5 separate regions of the Mus musculus genome follow, and all the other regions are linked to region 4. The links are chromatin contacts, called in public Hi-C and HiChIP or PLAC-seq maps. All regions are on one chromosome and are shown on one strand. The core of a region is the stretch at or near the end of the contact, and the rest is flanking DNA. Distances in the headings are between cores, read along the strand shown. Region 1 overlaps Tshz2 (teashirt zinc finger family member 2). Region 2 overlaps Tshz2 (teashirt zinc finger family member 2). Region 3 overlaps Gm34112 (a long non-coding RNA gene). Region 4 holds the start of Tshz2 (teashirt zinc finger family member 2). Region 5 overlaps Tshz2 (teashirt zinc finger family member 2).

Region 1 (2,700 bases), core at 102-2,601, 160 kb after region 4:
ATCCAAACAGGGTCTTCTGCTTACACGGCAAGCAGTTTGATGGCAGAGCTATCTCCCCGGCCCCTGTGAATCATTTTGCCTGCTTTAAGCCTACTTCCCTCTGCGGTATCCAGTTCTGTCCCATCTATACAGAAGATACATGCAAAACAAATGGCAACTGGACTTTTTGGTTGTTACAAAGCTTAAATAGAAATGTTTGTGAAAACCTGGGAAAGTTAGTGTATCTTTGGGACAATCTTTGAGCATTTTTCTATATCAGACTGCTTAGCATGCCAACTTCAACTCATCCCTGGAACATAATCTTTTCTAGGTTGTTTGATTTCAGATTTTTAAGATAAGGGTTCTCAATTGGGGCAACTGTTTCGCAGTGGATGTCCAGAGACACCCAGGGAAATTTTTTCTTGGTCTCACTGGTGTGAAGTGCTTTCAGGTCTCAGTGGGTGGAAACCAGGGTGCCTACTCAACATGTCACCTACCCTATCCCAGGTGATGACACACCGATTCTTAGACATCCCACATAGGAATAAACTACTTGTCTGTGTCTTAATTTTCTGTTGTGAGTTTAGCACAAAAGTATAAGCCCAACTGTTCAGTATCAGTCAGATGTGGCTGAGTTTGTCTTTTCCAGTCAGAGCCTCGAGTGTATAGAAATGATACAGCTTGATAATGGATGGTTTTGAATTTAACATGTGTGGATGATGGGATGAGAAGAGGGTGGGAAAATGAGGAGAAAGGTAGGGAAGCCATTCCTGCGCCTCCCCATGACTGTCATCGCATGAGACCTTGCTGTTCTTCAGGTGACAATCTCTGTGAAGTGGGAATACCGGGGAGAGCAGCCATTGGGAATGTTATTGTCTTCCCTTGGGAGCTGTGTAAAACTGGCTACTTTGTGCTTAGCAAACAAATCTCTGACTTGACTCACTTCTCCCCCCCCATACCCCTCACCCCCCAGGCCCCCAACCCACCCCCAACCCCAACCCCTCCCCACCCCGGTGAGACTCCTAAGGAGAATAGAATCTCACAGGGTGAGATTCACCCTTCCCTCCCTCAGGCGCCAACAGAGGTGAACACTTGGTCCATGCCCTGTGTGCTACAAAGACCTCAGCCATGCCCGCACACGGTGTGGCCCACTGGATGCCAGCTTCTCTCCAGACACTATTCCTCTTGTTTTGATCTGATTTTTTTTTTTCCTTTCCTAAGTTCAAACTTTTCCCGTCTCCTTTCCCATCTGTCTGGGAGGCAAAACTGATTCCTGACAATGTTCTGGTCAGCTCTTTTAGATTTTTTCCCCCTTTGGGGGGAGAAAAGTTGATTTCCTGTTCTAGTGAGCCATACATCACTGACATCTCAGTCTGTGCTGCTTGTCTGTGACAGAATGACAGGTGTCATTTATCACTGGGGCTTGCGGAAGCTGTGGGAAGAGCGATTGAATTTTTTTTCTTTCTTTCTTTCTTTTTTTTTTTTTCCTGGGCTGCCAGATCATTAAAAAGGGGGCTTTCCAAAGAAAGCTGTGTGTAACCCGAGTGCACTTACTGTCAGCGGAAACCTGGGAGAAGGGAGAAAGCAAAGGGGCGGAGAGAAAGGGAGGGAGGGCGGATAGGAGGAGCCAGTGCCAGTAGCTGTGCCGCTTGCCCTGGCTCAGCTCTTGCCGGTGCATGCTAAGTAAGGCCTTAAGAGATTTCCGCCTGGCAGGGGTGCCAAGGAGGAAACTGGAACAGGAAACCTCTTTGATACTCCTGCTATGCATCCCTCGCCTGAGGGTGGGGAGACACGTTCTGTACTGGATGGGGCTGGACTTGAAGTAAGATCTGCACAGAGGGCAGGCAGGAAAACCTATCTGAACTAGAGGAAAGGACTCTGTAAATCACAAGTGGAAACCGAGACCTGCTGGCAGGCTCGTCCCCCAAGGAGACATTTACAGCATCCTGTTTGCAGAAGCGCACTCGGAAAGTGCCCAAGTATATCTTCTAAGTGCATCTCTCCTTTTGGCACCATCTCTACCACCAAATGGCTCCAGGGACCAGGAAACAGACTCCTGGCTTATCAGGTTTTTTTGTTGTTTCTTTTTTCTTCCCGAAATGGGAAACTTCCCTTCTCCTGCCCCCATGGATGGTATCAAAGCGATAAAAACAAGTTACTCTCTAGTGCTAACTTTGTGCTATTTTAAGTAACTTCTTTTTATCTTATTGTTTTTACATTACAGTGTGTGTGTGTATGTGTTTGTATGTGCGTGCATGTGTGTGTGTGTGTGTGTGTTTGTGTGTGTGTGTGAGCACACTTATAGAGGTTAGAAAACAACATTCAGTATACAAAGTAGGCACTGGGGATTTGATCTCAGGTCATCAGGCTTGGCTGCAAGCGCCTTTACCCTATAAACCATCTTGCCAACTCTTCTGTGTCTCAGTTTAACCTTCACTACCATTCTCAGATGGCTGGCTTCTTTACTTTTAGCAGGTGGCACTGATATTCAGGGCTGTGCAGTTCCAAACCGCAAGGTGTCCTCTGTGGCCAGGTTGGGCTTCAAAGTCAGGCTGTTTAGTTCTGGGGCCTCTGCTCTTAGCCAAAGAGTCATTGCGCAGTAAGGCCTTTGTGAGTGTTTGTAAGTCTGGGATGAGCATCTGGCCATTTTGAAATTAGGAAGTTTCAGGCTTAGGTATGACCCAGAATTGGGCAGCCGACAGGAGCCAGGTCATCAAGTGC
Region 2 (2,700 bases), core at 143-2,642, 180 kb after region 4:
GATCTCAGATGCGCGTTTCTGTGGTAAGACTCAGTTCTCTCTTCTGGATGATAGCATAATGACAGCTCCCGTCTCAGGGGCTGCCTGGGTCTCAGAACAAGGAAGTATAACTGGAGGCTACAAAGCTTTGCTGCCGTAGTCTCTGCCTTCCCCATCACAGCCTAGGCAGAGGCAGCCGTGAATGGCTTTCAAGACAGTCAGTAAAGCCTTGCAGGCATCCACGATAGAGGATTGCTCGGTTCTACGAAGCAATGGACACTTCTAGAGCGCTTGTGAGGACTGTAAAACAATAATGCATAAACAGGCAGACCAGGCGTGTAGGTATATATGACAGGCCAGTGCCAGTGCGGCACTGAAGCCCAGGGAAGAACTTTTGAGCTCCAACCTCTGCTGCCAACTGCTCATAAGTCTGGGGTCCCCAACTCCCTCCTTTTTATGTAATATATAATATAACTATATATTATAATGTATCTAGTATAACATATAATAAGGGTTCCAGACTCTCATGGCGGATCGTTTTCACTCACCACTCACGATGAGTCCTGATGAAACTTGAGTCACATGACAGATCCTTGGGTCACATGACAGATCCTTGAGTCACATGACAGATCCTTGGGTTTACTGTCTCTTAAGGTCAGTTCAGGCACCTGGTGCTGTGTTAAGTGCTCTCCACGACAGTGACAGAACACTGTGACCAGCGGAAACTGAGGAAGAAGAGCTCACTTGGTTATGATCCCGGGACTGAGTCCATCACGGCTGGGAAGGTGTGGTAGCAGACGCAAGGAGGCTGAGGGCTTCCACTTCGTCTCATCTGCATCTAGGAAGCAGAGACAGAGGCAGAGGCAGAGAGAGATACCGAGAGACACAGAGACAGAAAGAGAGAGAAGAGAGACAGACAGACAGACAGGGACAGACAGACAAAGACAGAGACAGACAGAGAGAGACAGAGAAAGCTTCACACAGCCTTTGCTCTAGAGAGTCAACATTTGCTAGACAGAGAGCCAGCCTCCTGCTGATCTTTGATTCGCTGGCTTCTGGTAACAGGTGGGCCATCTGTTTATTAACTCATGTGGCATCTATGAGCTTTTCTATTTGGGTCTCTGGTCTCTCTTTCCTCTCTCTTTCCTTCATTCACCTTCCCCCCTCTAATCATCAATTGCTCCCCAAAAGGCTTCAACGACCCCCCCCCAGACTGCAGTAGCTCCTTGCCTTCACTTAAAAAGCCACCGGATGCCACTAAGCAGCTGGTGTCAAAGGAACAGCCACAGATCCCTCTGGGAAGGAGTTGACTGGACTCATTTCCCCCAGTCCCCAGTGCAGGGTCTGGTGGGAAGGTTTCTGGGGACTTCTTAATTGGGGGTTGCTAGGGAACATCATTATAATAGTGAAAAGCCCACGCAGAACTTGGCAGAGCGCTTCCTCTCAGGCCCAGCGTCTTCCGTTCAGCTTTGATTACTGTAGTAGGTGGCCATGACCCGTGCAAACTCACTAAGCGTCTCTCAGGCGTAAGTCAAGGCTAACAGAGTACCCACAGCTTAACATTGCTATCCCCAACACTGTTTTACCTAGGAGCACATTTCTCCACTTATGCTCCCGGGGCCTGTGTGCCCTGCCTCGCAGAGGGACCCGGGTTGCCCCAGCCCAGTGTGGAGAACAGGGGTTTTTGTTAGCCCAGGCAACTCTGGGGGCCAGCGTAGCTTAACACTGTTGTGGTTTAAGTGAATGGCAGGGTTTAGTGTCGCCTGGTAGCCAGTGTTTCAGACAAGGACAGCCCAGATTTTAGCATGCAATTGAATCACCTGGAGATGTCATTAAGACAAAAGGACTTGCGCAGCAGCAAGCCTGCTGTACCCTGAGATTCCACAGCTCCCAGGAGCTCCCAGATGTGAAACTGGTCCTCTGATCACTTTTGGGCAAGGCTTTAAGCATGGTGTTCAATTCTCTTCTACATGATGCTCAGGTCTCTTAGGGCAGCATTTTGACTTCTGTGAGACAATTGGCAGGTGGGTGATGGGCTGATGGTGATGGTGATGGTGATGATGACGATGATGCCAGGGATATGGCTCAGACGTTAGACTGCTTAGCCTAGAATACATGAAGAGTGGTTCAATCCACAGCACTACATAAACTAAGTATGTTGGCACACGCCTGTCTTCACAGCACACAGAAAACTGAGGCAGGAGGAGCCAAAGTTCAAAGCCATTCTTGGCTACATAGGGACTTTGTAGCCAGCTTGGACTACATAAGACCCTGTCTATGATTAGTTAGATAGATAAATATAGAAGACAGACAGAGAGGGACAAAGAGATAAGGGGTTTTATAGTGATACCAGTATAAGGAAAAATTAATTGGTGCTTTATGTGTAAGCAGCTGCTTTTGCAGGCTCCACTTCTGTGATTTTGAAGGAAATGAAAATGAAGACTAGTGCCCTTCCATACCGTGATCCCCAGATAGTGTCCCTGTGCACCCAGTGTAGAAGTGGCTACTTGCCCATCTTGCCCTGGCATTCTCTCTCCCTCTCTGAGTCTCTACTTGCTCATCTGTGAAATGGGAATTTAGCATTCATTCCACTGTTTCATGTCTCCGCACACTGCTGGGTTTATAGCTTCAGGAATGTTGGCTTTTGCTTCTAACTACATGGGACCCCTCAGCTGCCATTATCTCCTGACCTGTTAAGTTGGATCCCTCATACATACCGCT
Region 3 (2,700 bases), core at 56-2,555, 150 kb before region 4:
ACCGGCTCTGCTGTTTGCCCTCGGTGCTTTCTACTTTTGGGGGCATGTGACCAGGGTCTCTGGCTTATCTTCTGAGGAAGGACCCCCTTGGACATAAATAAGTAAATGCTAAGTAGGAAATGATATTTGAGTGGAGTGAGAAAGAGGCTTGCTCTGTCAGGGAATATAAGAAAATTCAGGAAGAGGCAGGGCCAGGACTGCAGCTTGTTCGAAATGCAACGTGAACATTTGGCTTGAGGACTGAGAAAGAGCGAGCTGGGGAGAGAAGCGTCTCTGTGGCGAGCTGGTGAGTGGACCGGAAGCAGGCCAGGCATTTTCATGTTTATTAAATAAATCTAGCAATAAATGGGCTTGGAGGAAAGAGGAGACTTTGACTTCTGCTCTGAGTTAAGCCCCACAGTTGCCTAGAATCTGTGGCTGTGGACTACTGACTCATTCCATCCTGCATGCTGCAATCACAAACCAGAGGCAAGGCTGGAGGAAGGAGAGGGAAGGTATCCAGCTGCTCTGGTGGGAAACCCAGATGACCACATCTCCTCTGCAGTTGAACCCTCACAGATCTCCTTCCCTTGACCATTTCTTTACCCATCAGTGCCTTCCAGAAGAGCCAATGCTTGCTGGGGCTGGGGTCGGGCATTCCCATAGACTGTGTCTAGTACCAGAGCACAGCCAGAGGTCTGCTGAAGGACAGTGCTGACTGGAAACCTGGCCAGGAGGACTTTGACAAGCCCTTAATCTCATCTTATCGGGGAGCATTTCTTCAGGATGGTCCCAGGGATGCTTTCCCTTCCCTGATGCAGAAAAAAGAAAGCACAACTGACGTAACTCAGGGCTCACAGGTACCAAGCAGGAAGGTCAACCCAGGACCACTGCTCTGAGTCACTAAGCCAGAGGTCTTCGAAGAGTCGTGGGTTGTGCACAGTGGGTTTGGCTGGTGGCAGCCATCCAATTGGAACGAGGATGCTGCCCTCCCCCCCACCCCCGTTCTTCCATCGCTCTAATAAAAGTCAGATGGGGGAACTGATCAGATTGCTCTCTTGGCCCGGACCCCCTTTAAATCAAACAGAGGTCTATTTTGGCTCTCTATGTTAAGCAGACCCAGAGACCTGACATTTTGTGTTTATTTGAAATGATAAGCTTAATCACGAGCAAAATGTTAAGAGATGATAGAAATGGCCACAGTAAGGTCACATCATGTCCCTGCCAAACACAATACAGCCTCTCACCCCCGCCAGGTTGCCAAGCCCTGCCACAGGGGGCCCGGAGGCGCTGGCAAATGGGGACCAGAGTCTGTCTATGTGATAATTAGTCCATGGTACTCGGCAGAGCCTGCCAAAACTGCCATATGGTAGTTTTATGACCTGGACTGCTGTTATCTCTAGAGAAAGCTAACATCGTAATCTCATTTCCTCGTTATCTGTGATGAGAACTTGAACCTTCCACAGGGCAAACAGGCCAGAGGGTGAGGAAGCCAAGGAGTCCAGAGCCCGAAGACAACACTGCTGAACTGAAAGAGGTATGTGTTACTGCTAACAGTGGTTACCCTCGAAGGTGTCCTAGGGGCTTCTCTGAAACCTGATGTGTGCTGTATATGGACTCTATTACCAGACTAGAACCCCTGACATGGGAAGGCAAGCAGGGTTGACCTCCAGAAATGTCACAGCCAGGATCCTATTTCTCTTATCGTTGTATACTTTACAAACAGATAGGGCAAGCTATTTTTTTAGATGTATTTATTTTATTGTTTTTATTTATGTGTAGGTATGCATGTCTCTGTGTATATATGCACACAACACACAGTGAATGTCTGTGGAGGCCCAGGGGCATCAGAGACCTTCCTGTTTGAATCACAGGTGTTTGCAGACCACCTGATGTGAGACCTGGGGGTGACATTTCAGTTCTCTAGAAGAATAGACTATGCTCTTTATAGCTTGACCATCCCTCCAGGCCCTGGCCCAGAATCTTCTATCAAAAATTTCTAGAGGTATGATAGACAATGAGTTCCCCAAAGCATTTTATTGAGTGGGTCAGCTTCAAGATAATCCACATCATTATCACTAAGAAAGAACTCCAAAATGGAGGAGAAAGGCTGTGTGTGATCCCTACGTCCATGTACCGTGTCTTTGCATGTTTCATCTCCTGCTTAATGAGGGGTGCTGTAGAAGAGGCAGCTGCCAAGGCTGGAATGGCTGTGGGCTCCCAGATGTGAGACAGAACCCAACCATCTCAGACGCTCTCGGAGTTAATTTCTCTCGTGAGATTTGGGGTAGAGGCTGCCCACTGCTCTGTTCCTCACATTGACTCTTCCCTTTCTTCTTCTTTCAGGATAACGAGGAGGCCAGCTAAAGGTAACACTTGATAGCCATGTGTTGGTAAGACGCCTGTGATTATCGGAGTGTTGAGAAAGAGAAACGCAGAGGTGGAGCCATCTCTTCTGTTGACTCCCAAATGTCTACTGGCAGGATCCAGGGAAATCCTCCCCCATGCCATTGTTTGTGTTCTTACTTACATATATCTGTATTTTATTTGTAGTTGATTCAAGTTCTTATGTCAAATGAGAGAAGTAAGCTATTTCAGTTTAAGATCATCTTCTCTATCTTGATGTATTTTTGAGTTCCAAGAGGCTGCCCAGAAGCCAGATGTGGGGTCTTTGTTATAATATTCTGTCTATTGCAGTCTTCTGTAATGGAGTATTCAATG
Region 4 (2,700 bases), core at 122-2,621:
GCCCCAGGCAGCCCCACTTGGTAAACATCCTTCCTTCTTCATACTCCAGATTCATGACAGTCTGTGTCTCAGGCCTATCAGCCCAGCTACTCAGGAGCCTGAGACCAGAAGATCCCAAGTTTGAAGACCTATCTAAGAATGAGTTCAAGGTCAGCCTGAATAACTTAGCAAGACCTCTGTCTCAACATTTAAGAAAAAAATGAAGAGGATCAGAAACATAGTTTAGTGATAGACTGCCTGCCCAGCATGTATGATGCCTTGCCTACCCAGCATGTATGATGCCTTGCCTACCCAGCATGCATTATGCCTTGCCTACCCAGCATGCATTGTGCCTTGCCTGTCCAGCATGTATGATGTCTTGCCTGCCCAGTATGTACGGTGCCCTGAGTTCAATGCCCAGTATCAGGTTCATTAGGCTCCTAGCTCTACCTCCTTCCGCTGCCTTCCCACTTGTCATTGACTTTCTACCCAACTGGAAGGAAGGAAAGCGTCTTCAGGACAGGGTCATCCTGTTCACACGTGCTGAAAGGTACCTACCTCCCCGTGTGCAGTGGTACCCAGGGAGACCGGGTTCAGCTACAATAGACTCTCCAGAATGGACTCCTCTTTCAGCCCCAAAACAACACTCAGTTTTAACCAATCCGGGCCACTCTGAAGTTGTACTCCCAGCATGCCCTGCTTCCTCTTCATTTATTGCACTATTGGGGGTGGAGCTCTATGTTTTCTGTTTGGCACCATTGGGAGATAGAATACGATAAACGAGGGCACAACTCCCTAAGAACTTATACTCTAGTGAGATCTGAGGCAATTACCCAAAGAGCGAGCTGTGCACAGCATCCACCTTCCTTGATGAGCCCAGCGGAGAAAGCAAATAGAGAAAGGTGGACATCAAATTTTCAGCAAGGTAGACCTCTGGGAAGTGACTGAACACCACCAGGGGGCAAGTTGTTTCAGATGTTGTTCCTCTCACCCTTGATAACAGCCACAATCTGGACTTCCCCACTCTCTGTCACTGTGGTGACTGTATAACAGGTGCACCATAGGTGCTCAATAAATATCAGCATTGGAAGGAAACACAATGAAGGTTATGTAATTAGTCTGCCCAGGAAGCAGAAGTTTAAAAAAAAATCCCAATACTCCAAGAAGGTGGAAGTTAAAGCAATGTGAACTTACATAGTGAGAGGAGGTTATTTGCTGGAGAACAGGTTGAGACTGGATATAGTCCCATCCCCCTAATCTGTCTCCCAAGCAAACCTAGATTGTCCCCTTCTAATCTCCAACTCTAACTGTCTCCAACTCTGCCAGAGCCCCGCCCCCTTCCTTCCCACTCCCCCTTTTCTTCCTCTTGGAGGGGCATCTAGACAGGCGGACACTCCACTGCCCCAGTGAGGAGGAGGTGGGTGCCTCCAGGGCTGCAGCCAAGCCGGCTGGGTCCTCTTTCTCCAGCTCCTCTCCCAGGCGGGACACTGTCCCTTTAATAGACTCCCTCTGCCTGGCGCTCTGCGGCTGGGGAGTAAATTTCTCCCTGTCATCAGGTCGCAGGGAGAAGAGGAGGAGTTTGTTAATGTTCAGTTTGTTCAGCCGGGATCGATGTTTGCTGGCATCGCCTCGCCCTGTCTTGTGTGTGTGTGAGTGTGTGTGTGTGTGTGTGTGTGTGTGTGTGTGTGTGTGTGTGTGTGTGTAAGAGAGAGCATATGTGGGGAGTGTGAGTGTAAGTGTGTGTGTGTGTGTGTGTGTGTGTGTAAGCGAGAGTGCTTGTGTGTGAGAGCGAGCGTGCGTGTGCGTATGTGTGGTGTGTGTGTGTGTGTGTGTGTGTGTGTGTGTGTGTGTGTGTGTGTGTGTGTGAGTGAATTCCAGATTTTCTGTCTTTCCCAAACCCGCTCCTGTCCTCTCGCATATCACTCACAGACGGGGATCTGACAGCAACAACAAACCTACAGTGAGTGATCTCTCCCCAGCGCGAATCCGCCATCAAGATCAGGGAAGAGGAGGAGGAGGAAGAAGAGGAAGAGGAGGAGGAAGAGGAGGAGGAGGAGGAGGAGAAGGAGGAGAAGGAGAAGGAGGAGAAGGAGGAGGTGGTAAAGGAAGAGGAGGTGGAGGAAGAGGAGGAAGAAGAGGAGGAGGGAAAGAGAAGGAAGAAGAAAAAGAAGAAATCCACTGTCTTCCCGGGATTGTTTCCCCCCTTATCTTTAAGCGCGAGTGTGCGCGTGGCGCGTGTGCGCCCCTCATCCCTGCCATCTGAACCCCGTCTTGGATGTTTAATAAAGAAATCAAGTGTCTCACCAGTCACCAAAAAAACAGCAAAAAGCAAAACCAAAAAAAGAAAAAAATCCAAAAGCAAAACAAAAAGAGAGGGGGAAAAAAAACCAAACAAACAAACAAGGCAGAACCAACCTCCACTTGCAAGCAGCAGGCGCGAGCCACATATCTGCCACCCAGAGAGGGGGTCTCCGGCCCCGCGCTGGAGCGCTGGCAGGGGGATCTTCAGGGGGACAGAGGCCGAGTGACGTCCTAGGAGCCACAGAAAGACGAGCGAGACTGCGGCCCCCGCGCGCGGCTCGGGGCTGGGGCGCCAGAAGTGAGACTGGAGCTAAGTAGAGCGATGCCAAGGAGGAAACAGCAGGCACCCAAGCGGGCGGCAGGTAAGAGATGGCTCCGCTCCGGGTGCCCGGCCCCTGAGCCCGGCGCACAGCGGCTCGC
Region 5 (2,700 bases), core at 27-2,526, 240 kb after region 4:
AGATGACTCCAGGCTAGGGGTGCTGAGAGTGTGTTGGGGACACACCTGGCCCCTGGAGCTACAGGTCATCTAGAGATATCAACCGCCAGAAAATAACTTCATAAAGATAGAGAGAAACAGAAGACGATGCCTAACGTTGCCATTGCCCACCCGCCATAGGCACATACGCTTGTGCCTGCAACCACACAGGTGCACATACAAACTGTATCGGCAACAGAAAGATCTGGGGAGAAAACAACCAGGAGGGATGGATTAGGTCCAGAGAGGGAGATACAGGAAGGACCCCAACATAGAACCTAGAATCCAGCAGGTACAGACTCAATCTCCTGCCCAGCCTTGTAACCCGGAGGATGCTATTAGCATCCCCTAGATTCTGTTTCATCATCCGTACTAAAAGGAAACTAAAAGGCAGATAGAGCTATTGTGAAGACCAAATGATGTGCCACACATTAAAGACTTTACACCAACGGTCTTATGTGTAGGTTGGTGCCCCACAGAACCTAAACATCAGGACCGTTTTAAGTCAGGAAACAAGCATCCGGGATGCTGAGTGCCCACACAGTGAAGATGCTCGAGTCTCTGCTAACTGTCTTCTTGAGAATTGATGCAAGAGGGAGAGCAGGTCCTGAGAGCCTGAAGCTGATGCTCTCCCCTCACAGTCAACCGTACGCACGCTCAACGATAGGCGTGTAGCTAGGTTTCCAAGCGGGTGCTGTGGGGAGGAATTCTGTGTTGGTGGGCTGGTCGCGGTGAAGACTGCATGCAACATAGAAAGGAAGGGGTGGAAGGTCCCCTCTCAGCATCAAGCATGATGGCATGAAAGAATTCCCAGGACCAGCGCACTCTTTCCTGTCTCCCGACTTGGCATTGCTCCACGGAACAACTTTCCACCCTGGACTTCTCTGACTCAAGAGACAGCAAATACTCTTCACCCGAAACACGAGAACCTGCCGGTTCCCTGACAACACCAATTTAGCTTCTGAGAGGCAACGGCGGACTTTCTTCTCCTTTTCTTTCTTTCCTTAATGGGAAGTGGTCACAGCCACGAACTTAGCAAAAGACGTGGGTTAAAGTTGGTCCGTTCTTGGCTAATGCAGTTAGACGTTTTCGAGAAAAGGCAACGAGAAGTGATCATTATCCATTATCTGCATGAAATATTTCAGAGAAAGAAGCGGCGTTTGCCAAGAGAAGAAGAGAAGAGCTGTTTGACTTCAAGCCAGGCAGGAGGGAAGAGGGTCACCCTCACATTCTGCGGTGTGCTGGGCGAACGTTATTTCAAGTAAACTGGGAAAAGCCCGAAGAAGTACAGATGGTGCGCTCACTCCCACTCTTTCTAAAGGTCATTCTGGACAATGAGTCGGTGTTCCTTTCCTTGGCACAAAAGAGATAGACTCCTTCCCTTCTTGAAAAGCGTGATGGCTGTGTGTGCACGCATGTGCATTTATAGAGCCGTGTGGGAGAGAACGCAGAGAAGATAAGTAATGCTATTTCCCTGCAAACAGTTGTTAGACTCCACAGTCAAAACCTCTGCCTCTCCATTGAATGAGGAAGCATCAATCCTGCTGTGACTGCTTCACCTCGGTTTTGTTTCTCATCTCTCCCCGCTCTCCCGGTCCCTGATTGATGGCCGTCTCTATGGTGAGGGTATTCTAAGCATAATGATTTCAAAACTGGAGTTACCAGAAAGCTTCTGAACTAGCTTCCCTTCTCCGTGGATATTTTCTCACTCTGCTTTTTTTAAATTGTCACTAAGATACATACCATAATAATACACACTGGCCGGAAACCTGAGGTAGCGGAATATAAAGTGTTTTTTTTTTTTTAATTCCTCAGAAACCTCTTCTGCTTCAAGCGATTGTCACCTCTCCTGACGCGAAGCCTGAGGCTTCGAGCAGAGACCTTTTTCTTGTGGATAGTGGGCCGAGTTATTTCTTCTCAAGGATGGCAGAGATGATGTAATATGCTGTTCTGTGCTTAAGTGTCCCTTCAACTACAGAGGCTCCCTGCACACATCCCTCCAGCGCCTAATACAAATGACTCCATGTTGAATACGAAGCCCCACCTTGGAGGAGGCTCTACCTTCTCAGATATACGTGATAACAAAGCTGTCTCGTAGCAAATGCAAATACCACATGGGTTTTGCTGCTTTCGGAGAAGATTTCAAAATTACAGAAAACGTAGGTGAAAACTGACTTTAGCTGCAACGTGTAGGTCACGTTGAAGCCTAAGATTCTTCCTGCTGCTTATGGTGTCTACTGTGGAGCTCAGAGGATGAAGGACTACTACAATCTGAGTGTTTTATGAACTTTCTGGGATCAGATACCCTGACCACCTTACAAACTAGATCTTATTATTGTTCCCCTGTTAGTGGTGAAGATCTTTGAAAATATCGGTACATTCCCTAGGATCACAGGAAAAACATATGACAGATTGGACCCGGCCTGCCTGGCCCTAGGCTGGTGCCTGGCCCTAGGCTGGTGCCTGGCCCAAGGCTGGTGCCTGGTCCAAGGCTGGTGCCTGACCCTAGGCTGGTGCCTGGTCCTAGGCTGGTGCCTGACCCTAGGCTGGTGCCTGGTCCTAGGCTGGTGCCTGACCCTAGGCTGGTGCCTGGTCCTAGGCTGGTGCCTGGCCCAAGGCTGGTGCCTGGTCCAAGACTGGTGCCTGGCCCTGGGCTTCATCTCACCTCTTCATGACTTGGTT

Evidence for each region. A called contact is a pair of places that touch in the nucleus more often than the background predicts. HiChIP or PLAC-seq counts read pairs in DNA pulled down with a chosen protein or histone mark.
Region 1: an H3K4me3 HiChIP or PLAC-seq map of neural progenitor cells shows a contact between it and region 4, with 30 read pairs. The contact joins the enhancer-like site here to the promoter of Tshz2 in region 4. A contact is called at or near these places in 5 of 39 promoter capture datasets (embryonic stem cells, liver, second pharyngeal arch cranial neural crest and 1 more), 9 of 484 Hi-C or Micro-C datasets (liver, muscle stem cells, nephron progenitors and 2 more), 9 of 115 datasets of contacts at active chromatin or transcription factors (embryonic basal ganglia, embryonic hindbrain, fetal liver and 6 more) and 3 of 9 other capture datasets (adipose tissue, liver and pancreatic islet).
Region 2: an H3K4me3 HiChIP or PLAC-seq map of neural progenitor cells shows a contact between it and region 4, with 21 read pairs. The contact joins the enhancer-like site here to the promoter of Tshz2 in region 4. A contact is called at or near these places in 5 of 39 promoter capture datasets (embryonic stem cells, frontonasal cranial neural crest, liver and 2 more), 9 of 484 Hi-C or Micro-C datasets (cortical neurons, embryonic stem cells, liver and 4 more), 8 of 115 datasets of contacts at active chromatin or transcription factors (embryonic forebrain, embryonic hindbrain, embryonic limb bud and 5 more) and 3 of 9 other capture datasets (adipose tissue, liver and pancreatic islet).
Region 3: a contact with region 4 is called in a Hi-C map of the N1E-115 cell line, with 3 times the contacts expected there. The contact joins the enhancer-like site here to the promoter of Tshz2 in region 4. A contact is called at or near these places in 5 of 39 promoter capture datasets (embryonic stem cells, epiblast stem cells, liver and 2 more), 8 of 484 Hi-C or Micro-C datasets (the N1E-115 cell line, embryonic fibroblasts, nephron progenitors and 2 more), 3 of 115 datasets of contacts at active chromatin or transcription factors (craniofacial prominence, embryonic stem cells and pancreatic cancer cells) and 1 of 9 other capture datasets (adipose tissue).
Region 5: a contact with region 4 is called in a Hi-C map of Sertoli cells, with 2.8 times the contacts expected there. The contact joins the enhancer-like site here to the promoter of Tshz2 in region 4. A contact is called at or near these places in 2 of 39 promoter capture datasets (embryonic stem cells and liver), 2 of 484 Hi-C or Micro-C datasets (Sertoli cells and cerebral cortex), 5 of 115 datasets of contacts at active chromatin or transcription factors (cardiomyocytes, embryonic forebrain, embryonic hindbrain and 2 more) and 1 of 9 other capture datasets (adipose tissue).

The regions. Positions count from the first base shown.
Region 1 is chr2:169,789,265-169,791,964 of GRCm38.p6, forward strand. The region is part of intron 1 of Tshz2 (teashirt zinc finger family member 2); the gene reads left to right. Among named protein-coding and RNA genes, the nearest start is that of Gm34344, 120 kb to the left of the region's middle. Within about 2 kb of position 1,352, at least 160 of the 459 cell types and tissues checked have an H3K27ac peak or open chromatin away from gene starts, as enhancers often do. A contact at or near this core is called in adipose tissue, embryonic basal ganglia, fibro-adipogenic progenitors and 9 more, where this site is marked.
Region 2 is chr2:169,813,534-169,816,233 of GRCm38.p6, forward strand. The region is part of intron 1 of Tshz2 (teashirt zinc finger family member 2); the gene reads left to right. Among named protein-coding and RNA genes, the nearest start is that of Gm34344, 150 kb to the left of the region's middle. Within about 2 kb of position 1,393, at least 21 of the 459 cell types and tissues checked have an H3K27ac peak or open chromatin away from gene starts, as enhancers often do. A contact at or near this core is called in neural progenitor cells and stem cell-derived neural progenitor cells, where this site is marked.
Region 3 is chr2:169,480,961-169,483,660 of GRCm38.p6, forward strand. The region is part of intron 1 of Gm34112 (a long non-coding RNA gene); the gene reads right to left. Gm14249 (predicted gene 14249) reads left to right here. Exons shown (of 7, transcript NR_166520.1): 3 at 1,446-1,516; 4 at 2,326-2,348. Among named protein-coding and RNA genes, the nearest start is that of Gm34112, 13 kb to the right of the region's middle. Within about 2 kb of position 1,306, at least 18 of the 459 cell types and tissues checked have an H3K27ac peak or open chromatin away from gene starts, as enhancers often do. A contact at or near this core is called in the N1E-115 cell line and adipose tissue, where this site is marked.
Region 4 is chr2:169,631,138-169,633,837 of GRCm38.p6, forward strand. Tshz2 (teashirt zinc finger family member 2) reads left to right here and starts at 1,372. Exons shown (of 2, transcript NM_080455.3): 1 at 1,372-2,642. The coding sequence starts at 2,603.
Region 5 is chr2:169,872,620-169,875,319 of GRCm38.p6, forward strand. All of the region lies in intron 1 of Tshz2 (teashirt zinc finger family member 2), which reads left to right. Among named protein-coding and RNA genes, the nearest start is that of AY702102, 89 kb to the right of the region's middle. Within about 2 kb of position 1,277, at least 13 of the 459 cell types and tissues checked have an H3K27ac peak or open chromatin away from gene starts, as enhancers often do. A contact at or near this core is called in Sertoli cells, where this site is marked.